Regions from separate parts of the Zea mays genome. Here region 2 is linked to region 1. A link is a contact called in public Hi-C data. All regions are on one chromosome and are shown on one strand. The core of a region is the stretch at or near the end of the contact, and the rest is flanking DNA. Distances in the headings are between cores, read along the strand shown. Region 1 has its middle 18 kb from the start of LOC100283705. Region 2 holds the start of LOC103630623 (Acid phosphatase/vanadium-dependent haloperoxidase-related protein).

Evidence for each region. Hi-C and Micro-C count contacts between places; a contact is called where the count stands out from the background.
Region 2: a contact with region 1 is called in a Hi-C map of ear, with 1.8 times the contacts expected there. The contact joins the promoter of LOC103630623 here to the enhancer-like site in region 1. A contact is called at or near these places in 4 of 25 Hi-C or Micro-C datasets (ear, leaf, leaf mesophyll and 1 more).

What each region holds. Positions count from the first base shown.
Region 1 is chr6:170,753,877-170,760,415 of Zm-B73-REFERENCE-NAM-5.0, reverse strand. No RefSeq gene overlaps it. Among protein-coding and RNA genes, the nearest start is that of LOC100283705, 18 kb to the right of the region's middle. Within about 2 kb of position 3,490, at least 5 of the 20 cell types and tissues checked have an H3K27ac peak or open chromatin away from gene starts, as enhancers often do. A contact at or near this core is called in ear, where this site is marked.
Region 2 is chr6:170,848,241-170,854,779 of Zm-B73-REFERENCE-NAM-5.0, reverse strand. It overlaps LOC103630623 (Acid phosphatase/vanadium-dependent haloperoxidase-related protein), which reads left to right and starts at 3,414. Exons shown (of 2, transcript XM_008651669.4): 1 at 3,414-4,217; 2 at 4,920-5,403. The coding sequence starts at 3,606. The coding sequence ends at 5,081. LOC100279827 reads right to left here and starts at 1,752. Exons shown (of 1, transcript NM_001152781.2): 1 at 1-1,752. The coding sequence starts at 1,603.

The DNA of each region.
Region 1 (6,539 bases), core at 2,241-4,740:
CTTTGGGGTTGTGCCAATAGCATTCACTGAAGCAGAAAAAGGAGAAGCCTGCCAGTATACCTAGAAAAACAATAGGAAAACAAGGTGGGGTGTAAAACAATAGAAAAACGTCACCGGGGAAGGGATCAGAGTCGTAGCTGAGGAACTGGTGGGGTATCCAGCTCGCCGACCCCATACTTCCAACAATTTAAGGCATATTTATTTTTTTAAAAATTGTACAGAATCTAACAAATATTTAATGTATGGAGTTTGCATCAACTGATTCACAATTAAAATGATGTTAAGTTGTAGCATTGACAGTGACATAAGAAAATTGAACACAGGCAACAAGAAGGTACATTGTGTGTTAGATTGTTTCCTCCTCCTTTTGTTTTATATTTTCTTTAAAGCTCCTACTTCAGTTATGTAAGTAGTTGATCAGAAGGAAGCAACTTTGCTACAAAAGAAGTCTTCCCTACTTGAGTTCTCTGTTTTGTACATTGTACTAATGCTGTACACGTGCCTGTGTATGAACCATATTACTCAGATATCACAAGCCAATCTTGAAAATAACCAAAAGGGGTTGCATCTAGGTGTTCAGATCTAGAATTGAAATTCCTTTCTAAAATGGTTATGCATTGGTAATTATGGCAACAGATTGGTCATGAACCCATGGGTCTCAAAGGCACAAAAGTGCAGAACTTCTCTAATGACAACTAGGTTCGAGTTTTGCTACTACCGAACAATTGTTGCATAAATCAAAACCGAAATGGATTTATATTATGTGAAGCAGCAGTACGCACCTAGGGGCAGCACCGCAGCAGCAGCAGCATTGACATCGAACCCGTCACTGTACGGGCAACTGAATGTCTGAATATATGTTTCAATGACCAAAAATCCAAAGAGATGGTTAAGATGTTAGCATCCCAAATATATACTGATATACCTAAGTTGAAGGTCGTACTCCCACCTATCCCCGTAGCCGGGATTGTCCTCCGGCACCTATGACAGCGGCGAGTCGGAGTCCTCCTTCGTGCCACGTTCCCCAGCACCTGGTCCGACGGTGCTTGCCTCCTGCCCCGCCGCTGCTGCCGCTCAGATCCGGCTCCCACCTGTCCCCGCCGCCGGAGCCGTCCCCTGACATCTGCGACGACAACAAGTCGGAGTCGGGGCCATCCTTCAATATCTGTGATGATGACAACGAGTCAGAGTCAGGGCCGTCCTTCGACATCTACGACGGCGGTGGCTCCCACCTGTCCGGCTTGCGGGAGCGGAGGAGGTGGGGGCGAGTGGGGAGCACGAGGGGACGAGTGATGTGACGAAGAGGGAGATGCGGACGTGACGAAGCTCGACACGCACGACGAGCAAAAATTTCGGGTCCGAGCTGCGGGGCACGCGAACGCGGACATCACGTGATATTGGATAAAAACGCCGGGTCCGAAGCAGCCGCACGTGTCGCGGCGCTGGCTGTCCGTAGCCCGGAAATGTGGGCAGCGTCCCAAACGCCTTCAGATTTGAAGGAACCAGATTTTTTACCACGTAACTACTTAAACTCCACCCGAACTATGGTGAACAAAAATTGTCTCTTGTCTGGTTCGATAGACTCACCGACGATGGATGAAGATGTCGCATTCGCCGCAAAGCCGTCGCAGCCGCTGCAGCTACTTGAGCCTTGCGCTATCGCGTAGCCCACTGACCAGCATCACACAGCGCCACAACTCACAGTCACTTGTTTACGCAGCCGGCCAGCCACAACTATCGCTCGTCGGGTCGTGCCACCGTGACGCTCGCCAGTTCACGCTTCATGCAGCCGCAGCCGTCTGTCGTGCCGAAAGCCTAAAACCCTAGCACAGCAATGGGGCCACCAGTGGCGCGTCAGTCTCTGCTCAGGGGCGGATCTATGACCGGGGCTGCCTGGGCTGCAGCCCCGGTCGCAGCCTAGTAAATGCAGCGACAGCGAATAGATCCAGCCCAACACGTAGTCTGTATCCAGCCGCCGCTCGCCCACCACGTAGTCTTCTCCTCCATCCAGGCTCCACCGCTCCAGCCGTCAGCCGCCGAGCGCCCGAGCCACGTGCCCACCGCCCGTGTGACCCGTGACCGGCTGACCGACCATAGTCCGTAGACCGCGTCCTGCGTCCACGCAAGTGCGCGCCGCTGTGGCGCTGTCCGCCTGTCCCATGTCCCACTGTCCGCCCCTGACAGACGCGACCAGCCGACCACGTCGCTATGGCGAACTGGTGCTGTTCAAGTGTCCAGCCACCGCCCGCCGCTCGCCCAGTGTTGTGGACTTGTTCTCAAATGCTATGAAGTAAGAACAAGACAACATAGTAAACGTTATACGTTAAAGCCCTTCGTCCTTCGAAGCATTATTTCCCTTAGGATATAATGATTTTTGGATGAAGGTAACGAAGGACTTACCTTTGTTAACATAAAATATGAGGGTGAAGAAAGAATCATATAGACCATAAAAAATAATATAAATAATCATATATTATCACTGTCTCACTCTTATTTCATTACTATGGAAAAATAGAAGCAATATTAGATTACAAGTATACCTTCGACTTGAAGGAATGTGAAAGTACCAGCGTGACGCAAGGATAAACGACAGGTCAACGTGAACAGTAAGGAGTTACTGTTCACCTATTTATAGGCACGAGACGCAGCCCATGTTAAATTACACTCATGCCCTCTACATTTGCTAACAACTCTGTAGCAGTCCCTCGAGGTTTGAATAGCCTTTTCATCTTTAAGTCGGTTTCCTTTTTCTGTTATCATGCCGAAGCTCTCCTGCACACATCTTCGGTTTTGTGCTATCCTTCGTACTCCTCATGCTTCTCCACGCTGTGGCTTCAACTAAAGTCCGAAGATACCTGTTCATGTACTGTACTTCCAGAAACATTGTTAAATCATGTTTTTGAGGACCTTTGGAAGCCGAAGGCCCCCAACAGTAGCCCCTCGCAATATTAATTTGTTAGAATGATAAATTTAGATTGCGACAAGGACGAAGGCCCTGAGCCGAAGGTCCAAAAAAACATCTTCCCTTTGCTAGAATAGCAACAGCCACTGACAAGCGGGCCCTCCAGCGTAGGACTGGGCATAAAACCCGATACCCAAATCCCGAACCCGAAAAACCCGAACCCGATAAGCCCGAAACCTAAAAGCCCGAAATCTAATTTGGGTAGAACCTCCCGGTACCCGAAATTTTATAGCAAATTTCGGTTTCAGTTATCCGGTACCCGAATAATAAATGGGTACCCGAATACAAGAAAAACACTCAAGTCGTCAAGCAGCCAAGGCCCAATCGGCAACCAGCCAACCACGCAAGGCCCATGTGGACATGCAGTGCAGCTAACAAGCAAGTAGGCAACGGCCAACATTATACAGCCCAAGGCGGCATGCGGCAAAGCTCCAGGCGAGTAGCCGACCAACCGTCCTGCCCGTCCAGGTCGAGCAGTCCAGGATTTCCTAACCCTAGCTAGCAGCAGCTGCCGCCGTCGAGCACCAGTCCACGGTCTGCCATGGCGTCGTCCTGACACTGCCGCTGTCGAGCAGCTACCACAGGTGAGCTGTCCTGATGCAAGGAATAGTAGCATGCCTCTATTTAATCGGGTAACTGTAAATTACCCGAACCCGAACCCGATTTTTTGGTACCTGAATTTTCGGGTACCCGAAAAAATCGGGTCGAGTTCGGGTTCGACTGTTGAATACCCGAATTATTTAAAACCCGAACAACTCGACCCGAAATTTCGGGTATACCCGAATGCCCAGTCCTACTCCAGCGGGTAACGCACCAGGTGTATAAATAAGAGCGTACCACGAGCTCATTTGGCACGCTCTCTTGCCATCTGCTCTTACTTACTCAATTCTTAGCTCTTGCTCATCAACACTTGCATAGATTTTTTAAAATTTTTAAGCTTCGACTTTGAGAGCACTTTTCTCAACACTTTCGAAGATGTCTGAGGACAAGAAAGCTATCGCTGAACCGAAGCTGAGCCTTTCTGAGGAGATGAACCTTGGTTTTATTGAATCGATAGCAAGGACAAATGCAGAGAAGATTGCTAGGGAAACTTTGGAAGGTTTGTCTGAAGACAGTAGTGATAGTGACAGCTATGATGTGGAGAGCGGCGGGGAAGACTCTGAAGATCGACCCTGGCGACCGAGCCATGCAGTTTTTGGAAAATCAACTATTAAACAAAGCCATCTTGACAACATGAGGGGGAAATACTTTCGGGATATGTCTGTTGTGAGAACTGACGATGGAGAAAAAACTTGTCCTACTCCAGAGGAGAATGAAGTCGTGATCTTCTGAAGCTTTTTGAAGGCTGGGCTTCGGATTCCTCTAAGCAGCTTCGTAGTTGAGGTTTTGAAGATATTTCAGATTTACCTTCACCAGATTACCCCCGAAGCTATTATAAGAATGGGAATCTTCGTGTGGGCTTTAAGGAGTCAAGGCTTGGAACCAAATGCAAAAAGTTTCTGCAGCATGCATGAATTGTTATATGAGACGAAGCCCTGGGGTAAAGAACAGTATTATAATAATTTCGGCTGCTATAGCTTCATTGCTCGTTCTGGTTCAAGCTCCCCAGTACCGACTTTTCGGAAGAGATGGCCCGGAGAGTGGACAAAAGAATGGTTTTATGTAAAGAATGATTTAAAGGCACGAGAAGACATTAAAGATATAGTCATGCGCCCTATCTAGCAACGCTTCGGGCTCCGGAAACCGAAGGTAGAAATTGACGAAGCGGGCGAAGAGTGCCGCAAGGCATTCGACTTAGTCTGCTCTTTCATTGGGACAAGGGACTTAGTTCAGGAGCACAAGGCCTACAGGATATGGCCGTTGTTAGCCGACTAGGAGGTGCCAAAAGAATTCATCAGCAATCGCCACGAAGGTGGTCTGGTTCGACTGAAATATACCTTCAGATTCAGAGACCAGTTTATCGAGCCAGACGACGACTGGCTGAAAAGCGTCGAAGCTACAAGCGATGATTTGCTTGGGTTGTACTCCAGAGCAGAAGATAACGCATTATCTGCGACCTTCGGGAACCGGAAAAAGAAGAGACTAAACAGAGTTTTCGATGCCATTGGGTTCATGTATCCCGACTACCGTTACCCGCCTCGGGGACAAAAAAGAAAAAATGGAGATTCCGGGAGAGATGATGCTTCAGCTGCTCCGAGCGATCCTGCGCCGAAGAGGAAAAGGGTGAAGGTCCTTACTCATCGACCACGTTATATTGAACCGGCCGTGGTGCCTGATTTTGGCGGTGAGACCTCTTCGGTGTCCGAAGGCAAAAAACCTGCGATTACGCAAAAAAGTGAACCGGCTATAGCGCCGAAGACATCATCAGCCAAATCAGATGAGCCGAAGGCTATTAACATTGAAGAGATGAAGGTTGGAAAAACGAGAATATTGGAAGCAATAAGTCCTTCTGCGGAGGTGGCAATGCCGAAGGCACAAAAGGATCTCTCGACAACCCCCAAGAGAAAGATAATGGTCAATGTATTAGATGTGCTAGAAACAATAAAAACTTCAAGCTCTACTCCGAAGAAAGCTGTCGAAGCTTCGGAAACACACATTGAGGCCGAAGCTTCCAAGGTCCAAGTCGATACCGAAGCTGGGCCTTTAGAGCCCACCAAGGAGAAATCCTTGGAAATCGGAGGCAAGATTGAGAAAGAAACTGCAGAAGCAACTCTAACTGAAAAAACTGCCATTCCTATTCCTGAAACATTATCTGAAGCTACTGATTATATTATACGACATGCTTCGAGAAAAAGATTATCTGAAAAAGAGAAGCGAGAGGCTCAATTTTATGCTCAAAGATTGAAATATCCAAAGGGGGCCCTGGTATTCAACGGCAGCGGGGAAGAAGACTTCTTGTATTGCCTCCCAGACAGTAAAGAGATTTCTGTCTGCCGAGAGATGAGCAAGAGCTTCGGTTTCCCTACACTAGAAGATGGGCTCTCAGTGTTATCAAAAGAAGAGTTGGCCGACAGCTTAGCATACAATAGCTTAAAAGTGAGAAAGTTAGATTTTTGTATTTAACGACGAAATCTTCCATTTACTTACACTTAATACCACATTTTTTGCAGGGCCTTATTCTTAGCAACGCCCTCAGGGCGCAAAAAAGTGTCGAAGATGAAGGATACACCATAGCCTTGAACAACCTTCATTCCGAAGTGATTGAACTAAGGAACGAAGGTTGTGAAAAAGACAAAATATTACACTCATTGTTGAACAAAATAAGGGAAGACGAAGCTGCTTCCAAAGCCCAAGTTGAAGCTCAAAAATGCGAAACCGAAGATCTTCGGAAACAGCTATTCGAAGCTAAAGAAAAATGCGGTGTTGCAGAGGCTGAACGAGATATTAGTATATATTGGAGGAACCATTTACAAAAAACAGTTGATGAACTTTGTGCATCCAAGGAGAGGTGCTATGAAAAATCTATAGAGTGTGTTAAGAAAATAAAAACTAGCTTCATCAATGTTGGCGCATTTTTTAACGAAGACAATTTCGTAAGGGGTGATCCTGAAGGACCAATTGATTGGATCAATAACGA
Region 2 (6,539 bases), core at 2,165-4,664, 94 kb before region 1:
CAGCCTTTTCCCTCTCCACATCCTCATATAACTTGGCGATGTCATTTCCCCTCCCATCTCCACGTAATGCTCCTTCTAAAAGCTCCCTCATTCCATAGCTGAACAGAACCTTCTCATTCAAAAGAATACCTTTTGCAACATTGACTGCATCATCCAACCGGTCAGCAGCAATATATGCCTTCAGCAATGTCTCGTAGCTTGAGATGCTTGGGTTAACTCCCTTCTCCTTCATCTGATTGAAGTATTCCTGAGCCTTGTCGACCATACTGAAACCCACCAGGCCATCAATAAGTTTATGATATGCAGTTGCATCAGGCTTCAGCTCCAATTCGTCCATTTTGTCAAAGTAAGAGATACCATCATCGATGCGATCAACACTGAAGCATGCTTCCGTGAGCAGTAAATATGTCTCCTTATCCGCACCAACACCACTCTCACACATCTCATTGTAGAGCACCTCCGCCTTATCTATCAGCTGGTTAATCTGCAGGTGCCGAATCAAATTATTATAGGATGCCACATCAGGCACCAGCTTCCATTCCCCCATTCTTCTGAACACTGCAACTGCATCTTCAAATCTCCCAGCAGCACAATAGGTATCAACCATCACCCTGAAGCTTCTCAGATCAACTGCAATCCGCAGTGGCGGGTCATGTTCCTCAAGCATTCTGTCGAACAGCTTAAGTGCATCCTCCAACCTCCCATTCTGCCCAAGCGCATCAACCACCTCATTGTAGCTCTCGGCCCCAAACCTCACCGCAGATTCAACACACAGCACCTCTTTGTAACACTCCATAACCTTTTCCCCCGTTCCCATAAGGAAGTACGCCTTCATGAGAGTCCCGTACACAATGCCATCCAGAATTGGTTCGCCCCCAACCTTGTCCTTGAGTTCTTGGTACAGCTCCAAGGCTTTGGCTCCATCCCCAGCACCCACGAACCCAGCCATGAGAAGGCTGTAGACCTTGGGATCCGGCCCGACGAATCCAGAGGTGAGCATCTCATCCTTGAGCTTGACGGCATCCGCGAGCCGGCCGTGGTCTGCAACGAGGCACTCGACGACGACGCGGTAGGCCGTCGGGGAGGGCGGCACGGGGGAGCCGGGGCGGGCGATGATGCGGAGGTGGTGGAGCGCGTCGTCGGCGAGGCGGCGCGCGGCGAGCGCGGATAGGTAGAGCACGTGCGTGGCGGCGGTGGGCGGGACGGCGGCTTGGAGCGCGAAGCGGTGCAGCGCGAAGAAGTCTTCGAGGCGGCGCGTGCGGAGGAGCGCGGCGAGGACGGCGGCGCAGGTGAAGGATGAGGGGCGGCAGTTGGAGTGGAGCGCGTGGCGGGTGAGGAGCGCCGCCTCGGGGAGGTCGGCCTGGGGCCCCGAGAGGAGCGCGAGGATCCGGTTGTGGAACGCGAGGCGTGACGGCGCCAGCGTGGGGAGCGGCTCCGCGAGGCGCACTGCCCGCGGGGAAGGCGCGGGGATCGGGGGCGTCGCGACGAACGTGTCCTTACGGCGCTCGCGGCGGGAAGCCGTGGCCGAGGCGGCGTCCGCGTGCGCGAGCGGGAAGAGCGCCGGCACGAGGCGGCGTGCCGAGACCGGCTTCGACAGCGACATCTTCCGCGGGTGCGCTTGGGCGACGGCCACCGGGCGGCGACGAGGGTTTGGGGTTTGGGGCGGGGATCGGCCTTCCGGGTTGGAGCATTGAGAACAGGAGATATGTTACTCTGTGTTTCGCCTTGGCTGAAGAAAAACGTACTCGCAAGTCGCAAGATTTATGATACAAACTGACATCATTTGCTTTACATTCCCTTTTTGTGTGTCTGGAACTTCTTTTTTTCATTATGTCAAACTTTTGCTTGTAACTTAGAGCAACTCCAAAAGAATGTTAAAATTTTTACCCTAAAAACTGATTATTAAGAGTAGACTAAAGTTTTAAGAGTGAATCATGATGGGTACTCTAACAGTTACTCTAAATATGACATGTGGCGTAATCTGTACAGTTGTCGAGAGACTGTGGATAATCCGACACGTTGATGAATAGATTGGGGAGGGATGAGACACACCAAAATATGAGAGAGAATATGAGAGAGAGGAGGCTGTGGATGTGGGACACCAATTTTTTGAGGAAGAGTGAAGGAATTGTTGGAGTAAGAAAAACCACTATTCATTACTAATATTTGTTTTAGGGTTAGTTTACACGTTCTTTTGGAGTTGCTCTTAGAGGTGGATATTGACAGCTTAACGTGTATGGCCAATTGGCCATATCTCCTACATGTGACCAGTGTGTTTAAATAGTGGGATAAGAGATTTATCCCCGAGCTTCTTAAAAGTGTAAATATCAAGATATATCTAGATATATTGTGCCCGTTAGACCGAGCCCGAGCTCCCTCCATGCGGCTTCGGCTCCCTTCAGGCCACGCGTGGCTCCCTTCACGCGCCCGCTCGGCTTCCCGGTTTGGCTTCTTTCGTCCAGTAAAACATTAAGTTATTCTTGTTTTGAGGAAAATATTAAGTCATGTTCAAGGTAACATGAAGTCATTTTTTTAGCATTCTCCGTGCTTTCTCAGACATTTTTTTTACTTTTTCAGTAATTTCGGATTTTAGGAAACATTAAGTAATTTTTTGTTTTTCAGTTATTTTCATGTATTCTCAGGCATTCCTTATTTTTTTTGTTCATTCATGGTAGGCAATACTAAGTCATTTTAACGTTATGGCAACATTAAATCATTAAGTGTAAAGAAAACATTAAGACATTTTTTAGCGCGTTAAGGCATTCGAGTGCTCGTATGGGAGACGACTCGCTCGGTCGGTTGGGGGACGCGAGCGGGCGTGAGGGGCGGCTTGGTCGGGCACGTGGCGGGCGCGCGAGGGGGTGGTAATGGATCGCGATCCAAATGGCTCTTCACAATTTGGTAGGGCCTTAATTTATTTATAGTTCAAAAATGAATAGAAACAAAGTCCGATCCTAATCCGATTCGATCTTTAAGTTTTATAGTATAAAATTTGAGGCCCATTGTCAGCCCTACGCGAGGGCGACTCGGTCGGTTACGCGTGCGGGGCGCTGTGTCGGTTCCAGGTGATAGACCCCTGATCTATCACCCTAGGTGATATATATCTAAGCTTGTAATTATATTTATCTAATATTACAAATATTTTTTTAGAAATGTAAATATTTACATTTTGATATAATTTGATAGCTATTCTGAACTTGTATTTTTTTATGGACGGAGAAAGTATAGGCTAGCCGTTTCTCCTGCCATGTTTATAGACAAAATGAAATCAAAACCGAGCACTCCTATACGCCAATTGCCAGGAAAACAAACATAAAATTATAGACAAATTGGTAAAATCCAAACTGAGAGTGCCAGCCACATAAATCAGCAGCAGCTTGCATTGGCTAGGACGGCGACTCCGACCACCCCCGAATCTTCTCCGCAATATGCTAGAAACCCCTCGCCCCGTTTCGTAGCTACCGAAAACACCCCTCGGTGACCAGCCCCTCCGCAGGAGGCACGCGTCGTGAATACGGCAAAAGCGCAGGGGTATTCCAGGACAAGAAGCCTAATCGCCACGGCCACACTACTCCACCTCCGCGCGGCGATGCGGAGCAGAAGCAATGGAGGTGCTCAGCTCCAGCCGCTTCGCTAGGGCACTCCTCCCGAACCTCCTCGACCCGGCCATCAGGCTCCTCAGCAAGCCCCCTTGCCGCCGCCGCCGTGCCGTTCAGACCCTAGCATCCAACGCCCACGCCCCCACCGCCGCGCCGTCGCCGTCGCCCTCACTTGCTCTGCTCCTCGCCACCGCGCTGCGGGGCGGCCGCACGGGAGGGGAGCTACCCGACCTCGCGACCGCGGCCACTGGCGGGGCCGGGATAGGAACGCTGCTGATGAGCACCACGGCGGCGGCGGTGACCAAGGCACGGGAGAGCCCGTACCTGCTGGCGCTGGCCGCCAACCCGACCTTCGTGTCGGGGCTGGTGGCGTGGGCGGTGGCGCAGGCCGCCAAGGCGCTGCTCACCTCCGTCGTCGAGCGGCGGTGGGACCTGCGGATGCTCTTCAGCTCCGGCGGGATGCCGTCCTCGCACACCGCGCTGTGCACCGCGCTCACCGCCTCCGTGGCGCTCTGCCATGGTGTCAGCGACGCGCTCTTCCCCGTTTGTCTCGGTTTCAGTCTTATAGTTATGTACGATGCCACGGGCGTCAGGCGCCACGCCGGAATGCAGGCCGAGGTGAACTCATGCTTCACTTGCATGCTTTCTTTTTTGTATCTTGCAATGTTTTGGTGGCATTCTGCAACTCGTTTGGGAAATCTTGCTTTCGTTGAGCTAGTTTTGCAGTCTGAGGGAGACCGTTTTGATGTCTGCAACGATGTTAGTCTCGTATTAATAAATCAGGACGTGATGTCTACGGTTGTTCAAGATGTAGATTTTTGTGTGATTGGTTGGGCATCGTAATCCTGAAACAAACGGTTAACCATATATCAAAGGCGCACAGCTCATATGTTAAACCATCGCCAGTTGGCAGTTTGCCTGGTGCATCACCTTGCAATAGCACAAGGCATTCTGTTCTCAGTGATGTTTGCTGAGACTCATTTTGTCGGTGATATTGAATATCAGCATTTGTTGTGACGGTCACCAACATATCAACATTTGCTGTGTAGGTATTCAATAACAGTTATTGTATTTTTTGACAGCTGAACTATGTTTCAGCTATGTTTAGAGTAATCTTGAATATCTCTTGGGACATGCTCGAATCACATCAACCAAGCTCCAAGCACAACATGATATGTTATGATGTGGTGCTTTTCCTGGATGGTACCCACTGTGTACTTTGAAGGAAGTTTTGGTCCTCTAATTACATCCTCGAACTAGATGTGTGCCTGTTGTATGTACCTTCTGTCATTTACTAATATTTGCAATACGATCACACAGGTACTCAATAAGATCGTTGAGGACCTGTTTGAAGGCCATCCGATTAGCGAAAGAAAACTTAAGGAGTTGTTAGGACATACTCCGTCACAGGTCTTTGCCGGAGCGATTTTAGGCATCCTGGTGGCATGGTATTGCTGCCAAGGCTGTATTGTTCCCATGTGACGTTGTTATAGTATGAATGATCCAGAAATGGAACTGTTCCATCGCGTGGATTTTGCTGCATGTAGTGTGACTAGTGTTCTGGAAAGTATTTGGTCTTGACTAGTTTGATCATTGGTAAGATGGCAACTATTGCCCCTTCTTGTCTGGGATTTTTCCTGTATATATGTAACCTGATAGTATGAAACAATCAAGATATCCATCCTTTAAACTTTAAAGTCTCAATGCCAAGTTGAGACTCAATTTATTCGTGATTCAATTGTCTCTGTCTAAGTGTGTATCCTATTATGATACATTGGGCTGTATGATATGAGCTATTCTGTTACCATTTGTGTTTGTGTACCTGAAGATACACATTTGTACATCAGGAAGCTGTAATCTTGGTGCTATGTTGCTTTACCGTGTAAAGTGGACTCTACTTTCTATTACAACCGATGGAACTTGTCTGCCTTGACAGCAACTGGTGTCACGCGTATGCCGTGTGCGGAGGCATACTGAGTACTGACTGAGAGCCGTGCATCGGCTTACTACACTTCTTGTTCCACGTGTGGCTGTTGAGTTTATGATCCAAATTCTAAAGAAGATGGTCAAGTTAGCGATTGTAATATACAGAAGATCGTCACCTCATTGTAAATCTTATGCGATATATAACCACCCGAAAAAAATGATATCGTTGCTGGCCGGTACTTATGGTTTTTTCTCCTTCGTTTTGGAGAGATTTTTCACGTTAAATCTATGCCTTCTCTGTGTTTAATCTTTTTGTGTGTTTAATCTTTTTGTGCCGTTGATTCGTAACAGTGGCTTCAGCCTATCCTGCTCGGGTGGACTAGATGTAGTAGTTTGGAGCATGCATGGTTACCAACCAGTGTTTGCCAAAGCCAAATTTCGGCTTATCCTAAAAAAATGGCTACAGTTTGGACTAGAACTAATAAAGTTTAGCTTAGCTGGCCAACAAAATTTTAGCAGGCGTCAACTACAGTAAACAGCTGCACTATTGGCCTGTTTCGATGAAAGCCTGGAGTACTTGTCTGGTGTTGTCTGAATGTTGCTGGCTTAAAGTTGCCTAGAAATTCGGTGGAATCATTGTCAGAAAATGATTCGTTTGGTGGGAAGTCTGTGCCTGAAAGGACTAATAAAAGATACAATACCATATTTAAAACACAAACAATCACTGCTATAATGCATAAACAATATAAATAGATAAAATCATCCGTATATTTTCTCATTTAATAACGTATTTGAAATTACAACCCTGTGGCCACCGAGACGTTCCTAACATTAGGACGCTTTCAGACTTATTTCTCTCGTTCGTTGAATCCCACGCAGCCTGCTAAATCTCTTAAGTCTCGAGACTTAGAGAATGTTTGTTTAGAATTATAATATATCTAGATTATATTCTCTCTGTCCCACAAAGGATACTGTTTGACTTTTTTGTTTGAAGTTTTACCAGCTCGTATTATT